3 separate regions of the Mus musculus genome follow, and regions 1 and 3 are each linked to region 2. The links are chromatin contacts, called in public Hi-C and promoter capture Hi-C maps. All regions are on one chromosome and are shown on one strand. Each heading gives the region's core, a stretch centred on a gene start, on an enhancer-like site or on the middle of the called end of the contact. The rest is flanking DNA. Distances are from core to core; before and after follow the strand shown. Region 1 holds the start of Tac4 (tachykinin 4). Region 2 holds the start of Phospho1 (phosphatase, orphan 1). Region 3 holds the start of Itga3 (integrin alpha 3).

What was found. Promoter capture Hi-C pulls out the DNA fragments that hold promoters and counts their contacts. Hi-C and Micro-C count contacts between places; a contact is called where the count stands out from the background.
Region 1: a contact with region 2 is called in a Hi-C map of natural killer cells, with 11 times the contacts expected there. The contact joins the promoter of Tac4 here to the promoter of Phospho1 in region 2. A contact is called at or near these places in 1 of 39 promoter capture datasets (pre-B cells), 1 of 484 Hi-C or Micro-C datasets (natural killer cells) and 1 of 115 datasets of contacts at active chromatin or transcription factors (pancreatic cancer cells).
Region 3: a contact with region 2 is called in a promoter capture Hi-C map of liver, with 3 times the contacts expected there. The contact joins the promoter of Itga3 here to the promoter of Phospho1 in region 2. A contact is called at or near these places in 1 of 39 promoter capture datasets (liver) and 1 of 115 datasets of contacts at active chromatin or transcription factors (pancreatic cancer cells).

The regions. Positions count from the first base shown.
Region 1 is chr11:95,260,242-95,263,230 of GRCm38.p6, forward strand. It overlaps Tac4 (tachykinin 4), which reads left to right and starts at 1,288. Exons shown (of 4, transcript NM_053093.2): 1 at 1,288-1,578. The coding sequence starts at 1,459.
Region 2 is chr11:95,823,077-95,825,818 of GRCm38.p6, forward strand. Phospho1 (phosphatase, orphan 1) reads left to right here and starts at 1,424. Exons shown (of 3, transcript NM_153104.3): 1 at 1,424-1,633. It overlaps Gm38958 (predicted gene, 38958), which reads right to left and starts at 1,335. Exons shown (of 1, transcript NR_164195.1): 1 at 879-1,335.
Region 3 is chr11:95,075,343-95,078,043 of GRCm38.p6, forward strand. Itga3 (integrin alpha 3) reads right to left here and starts at 1,372. Exons shown (of 26, transcript NM_013565.3): 1 at 789-1,372. The coding sequence starts at 994.

The sequences.
Region 1 (2,989 bases), core at 38-2,537, 560 kb before region 2:
CAAGAGAGTCAGGGCAGAGTGTGGAGGTCCAAATTATGGCCCCATCACTAAACTTCCCTCCTGTAGCGGAGAGAGGAGAGAGGAGGAGAGACTCCTCACAGACTAAAGTTAATCTATCTGTGCCTATGGTGGGAAGGCTACCTCCTATTCCAGAGCCCATGCTGGGATCCTCAGGCTAGCCTATAGCGAGTCTGACCTGCCTGTTTGCACATCTGTAAAAGATGTTCAGCCTGGCCTGAACCAGGGAATCTGCATTTTAGCATGTCCTAGTATTCTGAAACAACCCCTATTGCAGCGCACCACAGGTTTCTGGCGTTGAGGTTAGACACAGTGTCTTCTTCATCTTCCCATCCAGTCCCAATAATAGTAATAATAACAATAGTTAGCCAGACAAGCATGGGGACACTAGCCTAGCACTTGGGAGACAGGTAAATCTCTGAGTTCCAGGCCAGCCTTGTCTACAAAGCAAGTTCCTGGACAGCCATGACTACACAGAGAAACTCTTATCTCAAGAAAAAAAATAACATTAACAATAGTTAATGGACATTAAATATAGACATCCCACTCTGTGCTGAATGTCCCATGTGCACTATCTTATTTGTCCCCAGCCTTTGGTCCTAGGGCATAGAGGGGTTAAGTAATAGCCAGAGGATCACATAGCTATTCAACGATGATGCTACAGTTGACAGGATGGATGAACGGATGGCCAGGCCGAGAGGGAGGAGCTGAACAGAGAATGAGTTTGTAGTTTGTAGAAGAGTGTGATATGGAAGCACACAGGCTACAAGCAGAAGGGACAAGTGTGGTTCCGTGTTAGAAGGCCACGGAAAAAGTGGAAAATCACTGTGGGTCAGTAGCTGACATTGGGGTTCGGAAGCCATTTTTCTGGCAAATCTCATTTTCCACTTGTAAGAAGCCTCGTTTTTGTTTTTTTTTTAGGGCTGGCACTTTCCAGGGCAGGCAGTGTGTTCTCAGCACTGATGGAGAGAGAGGATGGGAAGAGTACAGAGAAAGAAGAGATGGGGTGGGAGTGGCCGATCAGCAGTGACAGACAGGAAGTGCAGGAAGGAAGCACCATACCGCCCTCTCTCTTCCCATGGGGGTTGTCATCCCTGGCAAGCTGTAACCTCCAGGTCCCACATACTGTGCCATTGTGCACCTGTCACAGGAGGGAACTCTGCCAAAGGGAAGGCTGGTATTGCATCAGTGTTAAGCCTTGGGATCAAATGTTGGGGTGGCAATGGGGAGGTCTAGGCTCCTGATGTCACTGGCTCTATCAGCCAAGGAGAGAGGCTGTCCCATGAAGCAGTGCAAAGGTGGGGTGAGGCATAGGAAGGAAGCAGAGAGTCTAGGACACATCTCAGCCACATACAAGTGGCCCCGTGGGGACCGGAGCCTGCTGGAGGAGGTGGCATCAGGCTGAGTGGGGCTCCCTGGACAGAGAGGCACCTGCTCACCATGTTGCCTCTCCTTGCCCTGCTTCTCCTGATCGGGCCATCAGTGTGCACTACAGCAGGAGACAGAGAGGAACTGGCTTTTGGTGCAGAGGCAGAGTCCTGGGTGACCGTGAACCTGAAGGTACCTTTCTGAGATGGTGACCCATGATGGAAGGCTGGGAGATTCCTTCTAAGGCAGCCAGGATAGCAGAGTGCATTCTCCTAAGCACTTTAATGGCAAGACAGACTGGCCAACTCTGCTGGATGGGGAGGGTCAAGCCTTGATCTGTCCAACTACCAGGGGAGCGTTTGGCTTATACACGTGAGAGCAACAATGTGTGCTGTATAGATGGAAACATTTAGTTAGCACCTACTGTGTTCCTGGTACTGTCCTAACTGCCTTATGAAAAGTAGCCTATTTCAACCTCATGGGGAAAATGTCATTGCTATCCCATTTCACAGATAAGAAAACCGAGGTACAGAGAGGTCACAGAGCTTCTTTAAAGTGAATTGCCTCAAAAGCACAGCTTCTACTTTAGCTAGGTTCTGGTTCTATGTATATTTGAATTGGAGATTGTTTTCCAGAATTTCTTTTCAAGTGACCAACTGGAACAGGATTGCTATTTTGCCTCATACAAGGAACTAACTGCCTTTGCCTCCTGACAAACACTGGTGTTTGACAATGGTAGCGTCTACCACCCTCCTGCATACTGTTACTGGGAAGAAACAGTTTTTAAGGAATTATTTATTTTATGTATATGAATACACTGTTGCTGTCTTCAGACACACCAGAAGATCCCATTATAGGTGGTTGTGAGCTACTATGTGATTGCTGGAAATTGAACTCAGGACCTCTGGAAGAGCAGTCAGTGCTCTTAACCACTAAGCCATGTTACCAGCCTGGAAGAAATCTTAAAGTTGGAGCCCCAACCCTACTCTGAGATCCAGTATCCCTGACCTGCGTGAAGACCCTGACCTTGGAGCTCCCAGTACCTCCTCGGGGAACCACTGGTAGTCAGGGAAGATTGAACTGGAGGGTAACAGGAACCTGTGTCCCCACAGTCCCAGGATGGAAAGGACACTGCTCAGTTTGGTGTATGGTGCTTAGCCATGTGAGGTCCCTGGAAGTTCTTAGAATTGAGAGGTTAGGGATGCAGCTCAGTTGGTGAAGGGCTTGTGTAGCATACATGAAGCCCCGGATCCAATCCCCACCACCACACAAAACTGCATGGTGGTGCATTCCCAGCACCCAGGAAGTAGAGGCAGGAAGATCAGAAGTTTCGGGACCATTCTTAGCTATACAGAGAGTTCAAAGCCAGTCTAGGGAGGGGAGGAGCAGTAAAACTGGAACCCTAGAGAGAACCACTCACAGACAGCCCTGCTGAGGGTGGGGAGGGCCCTCTCTAGCTTGACTGGGAAAATGTGGGCACTGGGAGACGTGGGTTTAAGTCTGCTACTCGACTTGACCTCAGCTTTCTTTTTTCTTTCTTTCTTTCGAGACAGGGTTTCTCTGTGTAGCCCTGGCTGTCCTGGAACTCACTCTGTAGACCAGG
Region 2 (2,742 bases), core at 174-2,673:
CAAGTACACCTAGGGCTGGTTTAAGAAAGGGCATAGTGGCACACATGCCTTTAATCCCAGCGCTCAGAAGGTAGAGGCAGGAACTCGGGAGTAGACCGTCATTCTGGACTATACAGCAAGGCCCATTACTAGCCTGGGCGACAGGAAACTGTCTCAAAGGGGGGGGGGGTCTGGGGGGCATTGGAGGGCCGAGAACAGATACAACACAGATGATGAAGGCTGTGTGAGCCTGTCTTTGAGAAGGGTGTGGAGATGAAACTGCTTCTTTAAGAGGAGGGATTGCAGGGTGTGGGGACTCGGGCCTTTAATCCATCAAATTGGACATGGAAGCAGGAGATTTAGGAGCTCAGGGTCGGGCCTAGAATAGGTAGCAACAAATTATAAGAGACCCACCCTCCCACCCCGACTCAAGATAAAAGGCCCAGGGCCTGAGCACCGCTAGGTAGAGCTAGGTAGAATAAACACCGGTAGCCCTTGGACTTCAGGAAAGAGGTGAAGGGGCGCTGGCGTGTTAGAGAGGGAGCAGGGGCAATGGAGACGTCGCCCTCAAAGATTTGGGCGGGTGGTCCATCGTATCGGCAACTTTTCTGCCAATCTGCCTTCTGCTGGTGGAAGCACGGAGCTCTGGTATTCAAAGCTAGAGGATGATAGGAGAGTTGAAGGTAGACCCAGGCCAGGGTGCACCTCCTCACCCACAGATCCTGTTCTGTGACTGAAGTGAGGTGTCCTTGTGTTCGAACTCTTGGACAAGTCTTTTCTCCTGGGTTCGTCGCACCGGTTCAGAAAGTGCAGGTTTCACCTCCTCTCTTTTAATCGTAATCTAGTGTTCTGAGGGGTGGGAAGGAAGGGAAAGCTCGCCAGAGAGGAAGAGCGGGAACTTGGGAGAAAGCGGGTTTTATTTGCACCACAGTGCTCAAGTGTCGGTTCTCCAACTCCGAGTTTAGGCGGTGCTGGATTGGGAGAGCTTTTCCATCGGCAAGCCCGAGTACCCGGTAATTTGGGGACAGGGTTCCGAGGACTCGGCAGGATGCCGCGACTCCTCCCGGAAGGGCAGAGGGCGAGCTCGGAGCACATGGAGGGAGGGCTGCTTGGCGGGCCGGTCACCCGGCTGTCCCGCGACAAGGAGGGAAGCCGGGCGGTGGAAGGGCTGCCTGCAGAGTCCTGGCGCCGAGCCCAGCAGGAGGCGGGCAGTGTGACACTGACTCACGCACGTGCCCACGCGCACGCAGAGGGTGCCCCGCACCCACGCTCCTCGGACGGGACGCGCCACGCTCCACCCGTCCCGCCCGCCCAGTCTCACGGCCGCTCGCGCGGCCTCCGGGACAGCCCGGAGGCGTGGCTCCCGGGCAGCCCGCCCCTTTGATGTGCGCCGGCGCCACGGTGATTGGCTGGGCGCTTGTGACGTGCGGGGACTGCGGTGGGCCCGGGTGCTGCGGCTGCCGCAGCGCCCGCCGCGGCTCGGGCTCTGGCTCCCCGGCATTTAAAGGGGACGCGGCGGCGGCCCCGAGGATGGGGGGCAGGTGGAAGGGACGGAGCAGAAGCACATCATCCACAGTCCCTCGGGGCTGGAGGGATTCGTGAGCCGGAGCTCAGAAATCCGGGGGTGGATAAGACCGCGTACCCCCCAAATCCCGTAAGCACCCCTTGCTCCATCCTGTCCCTAAATCCCTTAAGTAGCCCCCTTCCCACTACTTCCACTCCAAACTCAGCTGGGACAGACAGCGTGACCGCTGCTGCCCCGCATGAGTCTTGGGCTCCGGGAGGACCGCGATCTAAATGTTGGGGTGGGGGCTGTGTGTAGTTTGAGTGTGTTTCATGTGCTTGGTGGTGGGGTAGTCCCAGGGGCAGAGAACTGAACCCCCTCCTTTCCCAGGTTAATGGTACCCAGTGTCCCTTCATCTCCGGGGACTGTCATAGCTCCCCGCCACCCACAAGTCCTTCCTTCTCCCCGAGCTACGCACCCCCCGCCCGCATTAGAGCGAAGCGCCCGCCAGCTGGGGGTGTGCCAGAGTGCCTGCTTTCCAGTCACCTCTAAAAATATCTCTCCTGCTACCCCACCGGCAGCTGCCATCTCCCTGCCCCTACCCAGTAAGAATCACCTCTGCTTGTCCACCCCAGGCAGGGGACCCCAGAGGTGACGCCTAGTCCCAGATTCCTCACTGGCACCGGGGCGCAGACTAGCTAGGACAGGGAACATACAGAGCCTCCGGAGTTCAGGTAATTTCTTCAAGAGGCAGTAGAGATCCCTGAGTTTTAATCCTATTTCTGATGCTGTGTGATGTAAGCTGGACCTCTCTGCACCCCCTCCCTTGCCCATTACGGGTTAATGAACAAGAAAGGAGTTTGTGAAGTTGCGAGTGTTGGGGGCAGGAATCCTAGCTTAATTGTCAGATCTAATTTCTAGTGATGGGCATACTTATTCTTGAAGCAGAGAGGGCTTGACAGTTTTTAAGTGCTCACCCCCACTCTCAGTCTGCATGTTTCTTGTGGAAAACTCCCCAAACTTTCCTATGGGCTCTACCCTCTCCCCCATTAGGAGAATTTCAAGCTTAGACTTAAGTTAGTGCACACACACACACACACACACACACACCCCTACCCCGACTTCCCACAGATCTAACCTAAAAGTATTTGTATCAAAGGAGCAGGCAGGGGCTGTGATAGGGAATCAGGGCTGCAAACATTGATCTTAGATGAGACTAGAAAAGGACTTCCCTCAGCCCCCAAAAGTTTGCCTCCTGG
Region 3 (2,701 bases), core at 122-2,621, 750 kb before region 2:
TGTTGCAAAGAGCAGAAGAAAAGAGAAAACACCATTCCCCTCTTCAAACCAAAACAAACACACTCAGGGCTGCTGATTCAACATGAATCTGTGGAATGCAGGGAGATGTCTGGTGGGAGTACCCCCACTGCTTCCGGGTGGGCTCTGGCCTCAGAGTAGAAGACAGCGCCTCCTCTGTCTTCTACTGTCCGTTCCTCTAGGGGCAAGAGGAAGTCTCTGGACAGCTCCGAATGCCCAGCCTCTTCATCACCTCACTCTGCAATGCCAAGCCCTTGAGAAGTGTGGTCCAGCCTGGTTCTGCAGAGGGCGTGGCTGCTCTGGCCACAGGCTAAATGAGAGGGCTAATAGGGATTTGAACGCATATATTCTCGGTTCTCTTCAAGGAGGAGGGGAAGAGCGATGTAATAGGTGTTTAATATACAGAGTTCTCCTAGCCCGGGAAAGAAGCTAATGTTAGGTACTGGATTCTCAGGGTGCTGGGCAACAAAGACCCTACTTCCGAAGATGTCTGAAATGTGGAGCGGTCGCGTCTAGACAGGTTCTGGCCAGGTCAGCACTTGCCATGATTACTGCCCCCCTCCCCCCACCCCCTTCCTCCACTTGCCGCCAAGCCCCACAATCGGAGAACTGCCGTCTTACCCGCCCTCTTAATCCTGGCTCACAAGGAAAGGCCAGCAGCAGCAGGCCTGGAAGTCAGCGGGCCCAGGGCTCCAGTTTAGCTTAGGTCAGGTATCCGCGCACATACCCCTCTCTCTGCACCCCACCTCACCGCCGCCAGGCTGACTTACAGGTAGCGCTGTTGTCGCTCAGTCTGCCGATGGAGGGCGACCGAGTAGCCGAAGAGGCTACCGGGGTTCACCGCCTCCTTCACCACCAGGAATCGGGTGTCCAGGTTGAAGGCGAAGGCGACCCGGCCGCAAGCCGCCACCATCAAGGCCAGAGCGCGGAGCAGCCAGCCAGGGGCGCGGGGCACGCGGCAGGGGCCGGGGCCCATGGCTGCGGGCCGGGCCGTAAGGGGCCGGGCGAAATCGCTAGAGGGCTCAGCACCGGGAGTGATGAACGGTTCACCTGCTCCAGGCGCCACCAGAGGACACCCGAGCCCGCAGAGCCGCTGCACCGGTAGTCAGGCAATTTTTTACCCTAGTCCGGGTCACTTTCACGTCTGCTCCGGGTGCTTTTCCAATCCGTTTTCCAGATCCGTGGATCTACTCTCACGTTGGTTCGGTGGACGGGTCACCGTTCCGAGCTCCGAGCACCCCACACCCTAGATGGTCCCGGCCGCGCCCCCTTGGAGGTGTTAGCTCTTTGGACCTCGGCTAGGTGGAGGATTTAGAACGGCAAGCCCTCGATCACCAGGAGGGCAGGAGGGAGGGATCCTCCCCAGCGCGCCCCGCCTCCCCACCGCCCAGCCCCGCACCTCCCCACCTTGCGCGCCCAGTCCGGGCTCCGCTTTCCTTCCGGGGAAAGAGAAAAGGTCCCCGCTCGGCCGCCGCCTCTTAAAGGGGCAGCGCCGCCCCTCCCTCTCCATCTCTCCTATCGCGACTCCGCCCTCTCTCTCAGACACCTGTCGGGAACCCTTAAAGCCCGGATTTCCCCTTCCAGCGGAGAGCTTCTTCCTAGGAGCGTCGCCTTCGGTACAAGACGGATTGGACGGGCGGGGCCAGAGGTGGATTTGCTTGGCGCTTGCGGCGGCTGCTACTGGAAAGGCCGTTCAAGGCACCGCCAGCACCGCGATCCCCGCTGGACAAACCAGGCGTTGGCTCTTCGGAGAACGGTCGACTGTGTTCGGCTGCCTGGAATGCGGACCTCCGCAGTGATGTGAGTCCCTAAGAGGTGACTGCGGGTCTCCGGACTTAACTTCTTCGTGCTAAGTACACTCAATGTTATGTATGAAGGAGTATTTCTCCTGCCCACCCGCCTCCTCTCATCCTGTTCCCTGCTGGAAGCGGCTCCTCCGCAAAGCCAGACAGATATTTAGTGGTGGTGATGACAACCCATCAGAAATAATAATTAGCAAAGGGCAGCCTTTGTCTCGAAGCAGTGAATGGGACCTCAGCCCCCACAGGTGTGATGCTGGGTGGAGACAGGTGGGCTTGACTCAAAGATCTCACTATCCGAGGAAGAATTAGGGAACTCCAAGAGTGTATGGAATGTTGTTTTGGTCTAACTCAGATTTCCCCTAATGCAGAACAAGACTCATTTTCCCTGAGCATCGTTTTCTACATGTTTTTATAATTAAATAAGAACAGCACATGCAGCAGGCACTATGCTAACTGCTTTACAAATACTACTTTTTCAAGGCAATATACATGTATACAAGTATATATGTGTATACACACACATCTACACAACCACCAGTCTAAGGAAAAGGGAAAGCAGAAAATGAGCCCATCCAATGGGATTCTGCTCCGGTGTTTGAGGAACCAGCTCATTCTGTGTCTGATTCCCTATCTAGACATTGTGACCTTAGAAGGTACAATCATTTCCTCACAGCTGATCTTATCTCTTACACTCAAAGGTGCAGCCCTTAGAGACCAGGATGTCCTTTTGCTCATGACAATTACTGACAGTTTGTCGTTGCCACCACTATGTAAACCCAGGTCTGTACCTGTCTCTCTATTTACATATGGGAGCAGAGCTGTCTCTTCATCAGACACAGCCCTGGAGGGACCAGGGGGAGCAAGCAGCTTTCCCTGCATAA